Regions from separate parts of the Mus musculus genome. Here region 1 is linked to region 2. A link is a contact called in public Hi-C data. All regions are on one chromosome and are shown on one strand. The core of a region is the stretch at or near the end of the contact, and the rest is flanking DNA. Distances in the headings are between cores, read along the strand shown. Region 1 has its middle 65 kb from the start of Gm14064. Region 2 has its middle 150 kb from the start of Gm14055.

What was found. Hi-C and Micro-C count contacts between places; a contact is called where the count stands out from the background.
Region 1: a Hi-C map of ventricular fibroblasts shows a contact between it and region 2, with 4 times the contacts expected there. The contact joins two enhancer-like sites. A contact is called at or near these places in 2 of 484 Hi-C or Micro-C datasets (adipose-derived mesenchymal stem cells and ventricular fibroblasts).

The regions. Positions count from the first base shown.
Region 1 is chr2:137,595,704-137,601,065 of GRCm38.p6, forward strand. No RefSeq gene overlaps it. Among named protein-coding and RNA genes, the nearest start is that of Gm14064, 65 kb to the right of the region's middle. Within about 2 kb of position 2,673, at least 26 of the 459 cell types and tissues checked have an H3K27ac peak or open chromatin away from gene starts, as enhancers often do. A contact at or near this core is called in adipose-derived mesenchymal stem cells, where this site is marked.
Region 2 is chr2:137,434,799-137,440,133 of GRCm38.p6, forward strand. No RefSeq gene overlaps it. Among named protein-coding and RNA genes, the nearest start is that of Gm14055, 150 kb to the left of the region's middle. Within about 2 kb of position 1,568, at least 23 of the 459 cell types and tissues checked have an H3K27ac peak or open chromatin away from gene starts, as enhancers often do. A contact at or near this core is called in adipose-derived mesenchymal stem cells, where this site is marked.

The DNA.
Region 1 (5,362 bases), core at 1,423-3,922, 160 kb after region 2:
TGTCATGTGAAAATAAAGAAGGCAAGCCTCTAAGAGTACTCCTCACAGAGTAGCATATCTTTCTTTTCTGTCTCTTAGAAGGAATGAGTCTTACAAGTACCTTGATTTCAGACTCATGGTCCCTAAATTATGAGACAATTTCTGTTGCTTAAGCGACTCAAATCTGTTGGCTTTTGTTGAATCAAACTAACAAATTACTACAGATTCTATTCTTATTAGGATGATGCTCTACACTTCCTATGTTCTAGAAACATAGTAGAATATAAAAGGAAGAAGACATATAACCTAATCTAAGCAAAATTAGATTTTTGGAATTGTGAATGAGCTTAGAAAAAAAAAACCATTGAGTAACTATTGTAATCTTGCATGTTGGGAATTGTTGCATTTGCACAATACAGGAAGGAATCTTACCAGGTGCCAGGAATTGCTGAGTATTTAGAAGGGAATTAAATTGACATACTGCCTGTTCTCAGGGAGCTTACACGGAAGCAGGCAACTAATTACCCAAACAATTAATTACAGTAGGAGCTAAGAGAATACGTTCATGTCTTAAATAGGAATCAAGGAGAATGTATTCTTTAGTTTAAGGGGTCAAAAAAGAAATCAGGGAGATCTTCCTTGAGAAAATTATATTAAACTTCCTTCAAAAAGATGAGTTAGAAGATAGTGAAGTGAGCCTTATGCTAAGAGAAGTAATTGATGTAAACTAGATAGAAGATATTAAGATCCACAGGCCCAAGGATGACTATACTTTCCAGAACCAGGAAGAGGGAAGTGCAGGCAGAGTAGAGAAAGTGAGGCAGAGAGTAAGAGAGTAAGAGAGTAGTGTTGATGAGGCAGAAGCCAAGAAGGGACAAATGTTGCAGAAGGTGATATCCTTAGAGCTCAATTTCGTTCTGAATGATGGAGAAAACGCATTTAAACAAATCATATAGGAAAATATGGACAATGGAAAGGAATTTGGACTAAAGAAAGGTCTACTAAAGAAAGGTCTACTGATAGGACACAATTGATAAAGTTCAATTAAGATGGAAAATATGGAGGCAGGAAATAAGGAGATTATGTCAAGGTTGACTACAGTTTTTCAGTCTGACTAACTGAATGGGATGTGATGTTATTCATAGAGATAGGTAACATTAAGCCATTTTTTAATTCTATGAGAAGAAATTCATATTTACCTCCACTAGGTGAATTTGAAGCAATTATGTGATAACCTGTGTCACATGAGCCATCTACCTCTCTTGTCAAGAGACCTGGGTCCTTGGAGACACAAGTTTGTACATGGTTTGATATGGTTAGAAAGTAACTTGAGCTGTAACAACAGATGAGATCATCTAGCACCGACTCTGTACAATGGAGGATTCTAACCTTTCGAGGTTGGCTGCAGGAAGATGCCCCAGCACAATGAAAAGGAGTGGCAAGCAGAAAAAGGAGTAGGCCCGCAGGATTTATTGTCATCAAAGCCTGAAAGAGAAGAGTTCATGTAGGAGGCAAGTCATGGCTAATAGCCTTCGAACAAAACCATACAGCAATTTCTAGAGACGACTAAGTGTTGGCTGTATCCTTGCTCAGTAGCAGCTCCTTTTGGGCTGGATTGGTGAACGGAAACGGAGATGGAGAAGATGCTATGGATCTCTTGCTCTTTTCCCTTTGACTGCTGTGTTCATATCCCTAAGAATGATCGTTATGAGTAACTGTACCTCAAAAGAGTTTTATTGTTTTGTTGTGGGATTATTTTTTTAATGTTTTTACCACACTCAGTCTAAGCACTAAGAAAATATTCCCAGAACTAGCCCTCAAATAATGGCTGTCAGGGATTTGACAACTGAATATCCCAGATGCTTGGCTCTCAGCCGACAGAACAAAATTTAGGATCTTACATCAGAGGGATGGACTTGTTTGCTAATAGACTTCTCACGAACTTTCTGCTCGTCCCTAGCACAGGTCCCTTAGCATTTTACAGAATCCCTTAGAACAGTCACCCACCTTTGTGTCCTTGCCTCAGCGGCTGCTTCTGGGTAACAAGAAATATATAAAAGCTTAGGTAATGTGAGGCAATAAATGTGCATTTAAAGAGGATTAGATAACGAGGGGTATCAGGAGGAGAGCAGCGTTATGAAATTATGAAATATACTGGAGCTCTGTTCATGCTAATGGAAGATTTAGGAGAGTGAAAAGAAAAAAGATTTTTTTAAATAGAAATCTTATTTATGTAATTTTCAGAGCTGTTGGTTAAAAGGAAAATAAATAATAAAAATGAGGGAAATATAGTAGGGTTTACAGTAGAATACTCAGAAAGTTACTTTCTGGATGTAACAGAAAGAGCAAAAGTTTTTTTTTGTTTTTCTTAAAAAGAATGAAGCAGGCTCCATAGATCCTGGACTTTAGTACACAGAGGAATTCCCAACATCTCTAGAATCCACTTAGTTACTGCATGACATATTTTCCCTCCAGATGCACAGGCTGAAGAGTCGGCTGTTGGTCGAATACACTTGTATTCTTTTCTCAGCAATTATTTTAAGGAATGCATTTGAATAAAATGCACTTTTGGCATCATTTTTCAGAATGGGCGATGATTTATGCTTTTCTTGCAGGGACAAGATGGCTCTGGGCATGAGTCATGACTGTGCTGGGAAGGTTCCGATGGGAACCTTGTTCCTGCGGGCTGATCCCTACCTTACATGGACTTGAGGCTGTGCATGGCTTTTATTAACTTGAGGATTTTGCTTGTAGAGGCTTGGGATTCATCTTTTCCTTCACAACACAAGCCCTGCTCGTGGTTCACACGCACCTGATTCAGAATCTGTGCTTGGGTCTCTGAGTGGCTTGGGAATAGTAATTTGGGAAGTCTCTGATTCTTTGTCAGCTAAAATGAGATGATGCATTCCCTGGTGGAGCTGGGAAATAGGCTAGTCCTCTGTGGGGGAGTCGATTAAAATGGCAGACAAAGTTCTGATTCTGTGGGACAGTTTTAGTATAAATAAAATTTGTTCATGGGCCAAGAAAGCTACAAACTGCAACACTGATCTCTGCTTCTTCTCGATTCAAAAATGTACTGTTTTACATACCGTCTTCAGATATGAGGTTTTCTTGGGGAAAAAAAATATCCTGACCCAGAGCAGATGTTCTTGGGGGCGGAGGGAAGAACCACTGAAGTCTTTCATGGGTCAAGGTGATTGAACTGTAAGACTGATACTTGAAATTTTCCAGGTTAAAATTATTCCTGTCACTGTTCTTGGCTCTGGTTTTCAAAATGTATTTTACAGCATTGCTTGTAAGGTGTTACCATGCATACGAATCACCTGGGGGTTTTGTTACACTGAATGTAGATTCCTCTTCAGTAGTTTGAGGCTGAACTTGATGCTGATTGTGTGTGTGTGTGTGTGTGTGTGTGTGTGTGTGTGTGTGTGTGTGTGTGACCAGGAGGTGCAGAAGCTTGTCGCCTAAGATGCTATCTAAGAGAGACATTCTCTGGGCCTTTATGCTTAAGTAAAACATAATTTTAAATTACATCTGCATTTTATCTTCCCATTTGAAATCCTACTGGTGAATGAGTTGACAATCCTGGAAGGCTTTGTATGATGGAAGCTGGTTTAATATGAAAAGGTCATACAATATGCCATCCCTTAAAGCCTGGGAATTTTGATTTCTCATGAGTGAACAGGACAATGTTTTGTGTCCAGTCAAAAAGCGATTCACATATTTAAGCAGACATAAGAAGTGTTTTGGAAGCATATTTGACCCTCTTTATAGTGATTCTAGCAACCCAGAATGTCTCACATTTTCCAGATGACCAGGATTCTAAGTAGAATGCTCAACAGTCCTGTTAGGACAGTACCTCCACCAGGCTCTTCTATATTCCAAACATACTGCGAACATCAATTGGATCTAAACTTACTTAGTAGTTTAGCCATAACTGGGCTTCCATTAAAAGTGGCATGTATGGAAGCACTGCAGGGGAATATGGCCCAAACACATTGTGTGAAATTCTTAAAGAATAAAATAGCTCTTTATAAAGATGCTGTGTAGGAATACAGACTCCTCAACCATCCTAAATTATTGGCTACATTCACTATGGTAACATGTCCATGTAACAATTCTTTAATGAGTTCTCATGAAGATTCCATTTCAGAAGTGACCACTCTTTGAATTGTAAGCAAGTGTCTTTATTCTAATAAGCATTCTCAGGACTTACCAAGGCAGGTGTTCCGAGGTCCATATTTGAGAATGAATTTTTGTTTTAGGGTAATGTAACAGCCAACAACTTGGCTTTCTAAATCTGTATTTTTAAGTCCTATTTTAGTATTCTATTCCAGTCATGAATGAAGGATATATATGGTTGCATGGGAAAGTCAGTACTTTTGCTTCTAATGTTATTGAAAATATTGTCATTAGTCAGAACAGAAAACACTCTACAGGAACTTATTGGCAGAGAAATACAACTTTGCTCCTGTAATTCCAGGTCTAGGCTTATCAGAATAGAATATTTCCTAACATGGTTTACTATAAGAGTAAATACACATTTGATATTTCATAAGATATGTTGGCATCAATATAAACATGTAAACATATGTAAAAATTTCGAGAAATTGTTAACTCAGTCTTCTAAGTCATCAGTGACTTATGTATATGTTGACTTGTTATCATTCTCCTGGGAATAGGTATTCTGTAGCTTGAGAAAAATAGCCTTATCTCTTGATTATGATCTTCCAAATAAAGAGGAAACCCCCTTTATAACTTTTTACAGAAAAAAAAAGATTTCTTACAGAATTTTTCTATTGCGGTATTTTATAATAGAAATTACATTCTTTTATTATTAAAATTTTAGCATGATTGCTATATTAGAAAAAAATTAAATGCTGAAATATAGTGACCTCTATTAGTCTCATTGTTCCGCACATATGCTAATATTTCCACATTTCCTATTCCATTTAATTTCAGTTTTCAAATTAATTTCTTATTATGTATGTGATTTAAAACAAAGAACCTTATATTATTAAAATTAATAGAGTATACATTACTGTTTTTCATTTTTGATCTAAATACTTTTAACCATTGATACCCTCTTAGGATTTTTTTTAATTAGAAATACACTTGGACATTATTGCATTTTAATAACTCTCTCTGAGAGTTCCTCTTCCTGAGACTCTTGTGAAATTCTCCCCATGTCATGGACTCTGAGATGCTTTATCTAAGTATTCTGGTAGTGATGGTCTTTCCGCGGATGCTGGTTGTTTCCACCTTCCTCAGGATAACCTAAGATCCAAACTGTCTTTACCTTAAAGACTGAAAACTGAGGCCAAAGACATCTAATAGCTTGCCCAGTGTGAATCAAGGAAGAAGCAAATGTGGATCTAAACTT
Region 2 (5,335 bases), core at 318-2,817:
TCTCTCTGAAATTGCCATGTGTTTGTAAAGCCAATGTTGCCCTTTGCTGAAAACATTAGATTGATTTGAGTGGCCTTATAAACTCAACTCAGCTTTTCCAATCCTCCTACTTCAAACAATTTAATTTTCCTGAAAGTATGTGTCTTCTACAGTTTTCAACCACTCCAAAGGAGATGAAGTTCATGCTGGAACCTTCTAGATGCTTGAGTAAGTCACTTATGGTCTCAGGATTTGGAAAAGGAATGCACTAAATATTTGAATTGAGGATTTTTTTTAACTGAATTATGCTGTGACTGAGTTCCCTTTAGGAAACGACTTGTTTTCTATGCTGCCTCACTGGCCAATTAGTCTTTCATAAGAACAAAGCTTCCTACACTTGGGTTTCCTGTGTGAGAATCAAATGAAGGCTTAATAAATTCCCTGTCTCTTGATCTGCCAATTCATGTCTAGAATTAATTCTGCTTTCAATTTTCCATGTAACTAAAGTAGACTTGCTAATGTCATCTGCAACTTGTCCATTCAGATCAGAAGAGAACCTTTGCTCTAACATTGTCCAGGCTTGTGACTGTATGGTGAACAACTTACAGCGTAGAAATGCTAGCTGAACATCACACAGGTACTCTTGGTTTTTAAAGAAAAAGTTCCCAAGTCGTAGAATATAAGGATGCTCAAATCTCCAGCCTGTGAATCCCCTCTGTGTTCACTGTTCTCATCAATAGTTAACACTTAAGCACCAAATGAAGCAGTGTGCCGTTCAAAGTATCTGGTCCATTACTCATCTCCTTTGCCTGTTTCAGTCAGTGCATTAATTGCAGCAGGATGTAGGTACGAATTCAGAACCAGAGAACATAAGTCTCTCGTCTATCAAATATGCAGACTAATTTTTTTTTCATGGTCATTCTTAGAAAAAAGAATTCTTAGCTAAAAGGCTTTTTTCTTTGTGTTATTTAAGACACAGTTTCTTTGGTCTAGTATCTTTGGTCTAGTATCTTTTGTCTAGAATTATTTGTGTCTGTCTTTTCCATTTTGTAATAATCAATTTTATGTTTATTTTCAAACAGAATTTTATAAGGAGAGAGAGGGGGTTGGAGAGAGAGAGAATGTGATTAATTCCTTATAATCTACTCCAGACTTAACAATTGCTGAGGACTTATGATCTTATGATCCTGTTTAATTTCTTTTTTTCTCTTTTTTCCTTAACAATTTAAAGGCATATTCCTGACATTATTTCTTTCCACCCTTATATTCCTCAATACACATCTCTAATATAATGCTATTATCACATCTAAAATTAGAATGACAAGGTCATTAATATTGTTAGCCTTGAAATCTCCCTGATTGTGTCCAGGAATATTGTTACAATTGCCTTTTCTTCATTGTTAATATGTGTAGCTCTAACTTCAGGGCTCGATCACAGGTTAGAAACTTAAGAGAGAAAAATGATGAAGTAGACAACGTACTTAGCAAGAAGGGTTTTCCCAAATTCTCACAGCTGTAATCTGGACAGGGTTCAGTGCGACAAGCTTTGCACTGCGTTCCCACAGCTGGTTAGTGTTTTGAATTCCAGCCCCATGAACTCATCCCCAGCCACTGGGGCTAAAGCTTAGAGCCCAGCCTAGAGCTGATTATTTCTGATGACAGAGTAATGGAGAAAACTCTGGCATTGTCTACCCCTTCTTAAATGCACTGTCATCTGCACTTGTCTTCATTTCTGCTGGAAGAAAGTGGTTCTAAAGATCTTGGATAAATTTAACCCATGATAAAAACACAAATTTCATCCTCCAAGGGTATTTTGTTAAAGGCCAACAAAATAAGCGGCTATGTTGCCTTCTCTCAGTTTGCATTGATTGAAAATTGATTTATTTAGTAAGAATAAGACTAGGTTCTGAGAAGAGCTGGAAGAAGAGAACATGGATGCTTTAGAAAAAGGACAGATACACATGGAAAGCGGGTGCATGAATTATCTGGTGCTTGTACTCATGAAACTTTATATTCTACTTAGACACTATGACCCTGGACTCACCCTCAACTCACGGAAAAAGTTGTGTTCGGTTTTGGAAAGTTGCTACAGCAGTAATCTAGGCAGTGGTTGCTGGCAGGAACTTAATATCTGTGGTGGAGAAATGCTTTACAAAAGGGCTGACATTTTGGACTGCAAACTGAGCAAGTGAAGGCACAGGTATGATCGTGTTTCAGCAGAAGTCTGCAAGGTCAGGATGATATAGGATGGTAAAGGTAGTATGTTATAGAAGCCTACAGGAGAGGCTTAGGTCTGGGGGCCGTTGTTCGTGGATGAGGACTTGGTATTTCAGGATGTGGGCACGGATGGCACATATTCAACAGTCACATGAGCTATTCAGTATGGCAGAAATTCTCATTAGGTTATCAGGATCGCTGGCAGAATCTTTAGCAACCCAGGCTGCTGACCCATTGAGGACTTCTGATTCAGCAGATGTTGAGTGTGGTCTGAGATTCTACAGTTCTAACATGTCCTCGGTGGATGCCTAAAGAACATAACACATTGACAGCACAGCTTACAGAGCAGCTCCAGGAGGGCATGGTCTTTGTCTGTCCTTGACAGTTACCTCAGAGAAGAGATTTTTAAGTGGAACAGTTTATAAGGCAGGTGCTTTATTCTGATTATCATGCATCTCTTTCTCCTAAGATACCAGCTTTTCCTCTTCTTTAGAATGAATCTGACCCTCAATATTGATCCTTAAAGAGGCAGGAGAGGCAGGAGAATAGCTCAAGAGCATCTAATATCTTTATTATGAAGCTCCCTGTTGGTACCGAGATGTTTTTCTTATGGGAACCAGAGGCTGTTGCATCCATTGCCAGGGCTACAAAGCCAGAGTTTCCCTCAGTGTTAAGGTGGAGGAGATGTACATCTTCTCCTCAATCTGGGGCTCTTTGAAAAGACACTTAATCTTCCTAGACATTTACGCAAGAGTAAAACAAGTTAACAGAGGCCAGCAGCACCACTGATCTTCAACCAGGAAACATTCAGACCCTTAGGAAACACGGGTGAGGAGATGTTTACTGACCGTGTAATTGATATGATGCCTTGCCTTGTCTCTCAGTCCTTAGTAGCATATTTCCTGTTCAAGGCAGTGAAAAGTGAAAATATTAGTTGCTGTTTGACCAAAGGAACAAGTGTCTTCCAAAGGAACAGATGATCTATTAGCAGTCCAGCCAAGCCTTCCCATGGGAACTCAGGCATTTTACGTTGTTTTACAGTTAATTTCTTTCTTACGGCAGGTTCCCAGACACATCAAATGCCTTACATTGGAGGCTAAAGTCAAGATTTATAGTCCAAGTTCATGTGATTTAATGTCAAACAACTCTGATAACAGAGAGGCTGAAAGTCAACCGTTTTCTCATGAGCTCTCATAAAAAAGTCATTTTAGCCAAATTGAGTTTGAAAAGTGGGTGTATCTTTCTGATTTGATGGATACTCCCTACCCATGAGCCCCTGGGAAGAAGCAGATTACTCTCTTTTGGTACTGTAGCAATGGAATATGAAAAGGGACTGAGTGGTTTTCAGTTGGTATTACTTTGGATAACCCCATAGTGGATTTTATTACCTTTTCCTCTCTGGACTTCAAAGGAGAAAAGAAACCCAAGTATTTTCACCTTTGATGGTGCATTGGTTTTAAACATCCTGTTCTCAGTTCCCTTGTTTGTCTTTTATCTGCCCAAGATCACTCTGTCACATACATTTCACATGTTAGTAGAGTCCACTCCGATAGATCGAAAACACCACTTGTTCAAGGAATTAATTGGAAAGGAGATGTTTTCTTGGTTCTTCTATACAGGTCCATAGATTTTTTTTTTTTAGAATCTTGGAGTTGATGGGATGTTGGGGATCATTAAAACACACCACCATGTTACAGCTAAAGTGGGAATAACGTAAGTAGCTTTGAGTGACACCCCAGTTGAGATTGAGAATGAGGGCCTAGAGATTTTTCTGATATTTACCCAAGGGCTTTTAATCAATTGTGGGGTAGTAGTGGGTGACTGGAGAGTGGTTTTTATAGCCTGATGCTTTCCAGATTATAATATAATTGGTCAATTAACATAAAGAATATGAATATTACCTGATATAGCTGTCTCGTGTGAGGCTATGCCAGGGCCTGGCAAATACAGAAGTGGATGCTCACAGTCATCTATTGGATGGAACACAGGGCCCCCAGTGGAGGAGCTAGAGAAAGTACCCAAGGAGCTGAAAGGGTCTGCAACCCTATAGGAGGAACAGCAATATGAACAAACCAGTACCCCCAGAGCTCGTGTCTCTAGCTGCATATGTAGCAGAAGATGGCCCAGTTGGTCATCATTGTGAAGAGAGGCCTCTTGGTCTTGCAAACTTTATATGCCCCAGTACAGGGGAATACCAGGACCAAGAAGTGGGAGTGGGTGGGTAGGGGAGCAGGGCAGGGGGAGAGTACAGGGAACTTTTGGGATAACATTTGAAATGTAAGTAAAGAAAATATCTAATAAAAAAGAATATAAATATTCATACCTATCAATAATCCTAAAATATAATAACAATACCTAAAAACACTTGGGAAGAGACTTTTATTGAGTTGAAGCTGGTCAATTGGTGAGGAACTGACATGTGCTCTCTGGAAAGGTTTGAAAAACAAAACAAAACAAAACAACAACAACAACAACAATGACAACAACAAAGAAGCTAAGAATTGTTTTAGGGAACACAGGATAGCAAAACTGGGGCCCTTCTTGGAATATTTATTCTTCACCTGGAATATAGCACAGTGTAATTTTTCTCAGCTTAAAATACACAGAAGTAGAGGAGAAAATCAAAGAATCAAGTTAATCATTCTGGACCTGTTCTCTCTTTGTCTCTCTCTGTCTCTCTGTGTCTCTCTCTGACTCTTTCTGTCTCTGTGTCCCTGTCTATCTCTCTGCCTGTCTCTCTGTCTCTCTCTCTCTGTCTCTCTCTGTCTCTCTGTCTCTGTCTCTGTCTCTGTCTCTCCCTCCTATGCCTTGGGCTCAAAGCAACCCAAAATACAACAAACTTGCACTTCACAGGATGAAATTTGCATCCTGGGCCAGGTAACTTAGAGTTAAACAAAGAAAGTCAAAACTGAGTTTGGAGGAGGGCTACAGGCACAGTGGAACTCAAGCTATCATGTGGGCCTAGCCTGAGGTGGCCAGTCAATCTTGCTCACATTGTTTACCTGGACATAAGGTAATTCTGATACAATGGTGGAGTAAGAATGATGGTGTCCATCTTAGAGATACTGTCCGAGGTCTCACCTCCTCCTCCTTAGAGAAGTGGTTCTTAACCTGCAGGTCATGACCTATTTGGAGTTTG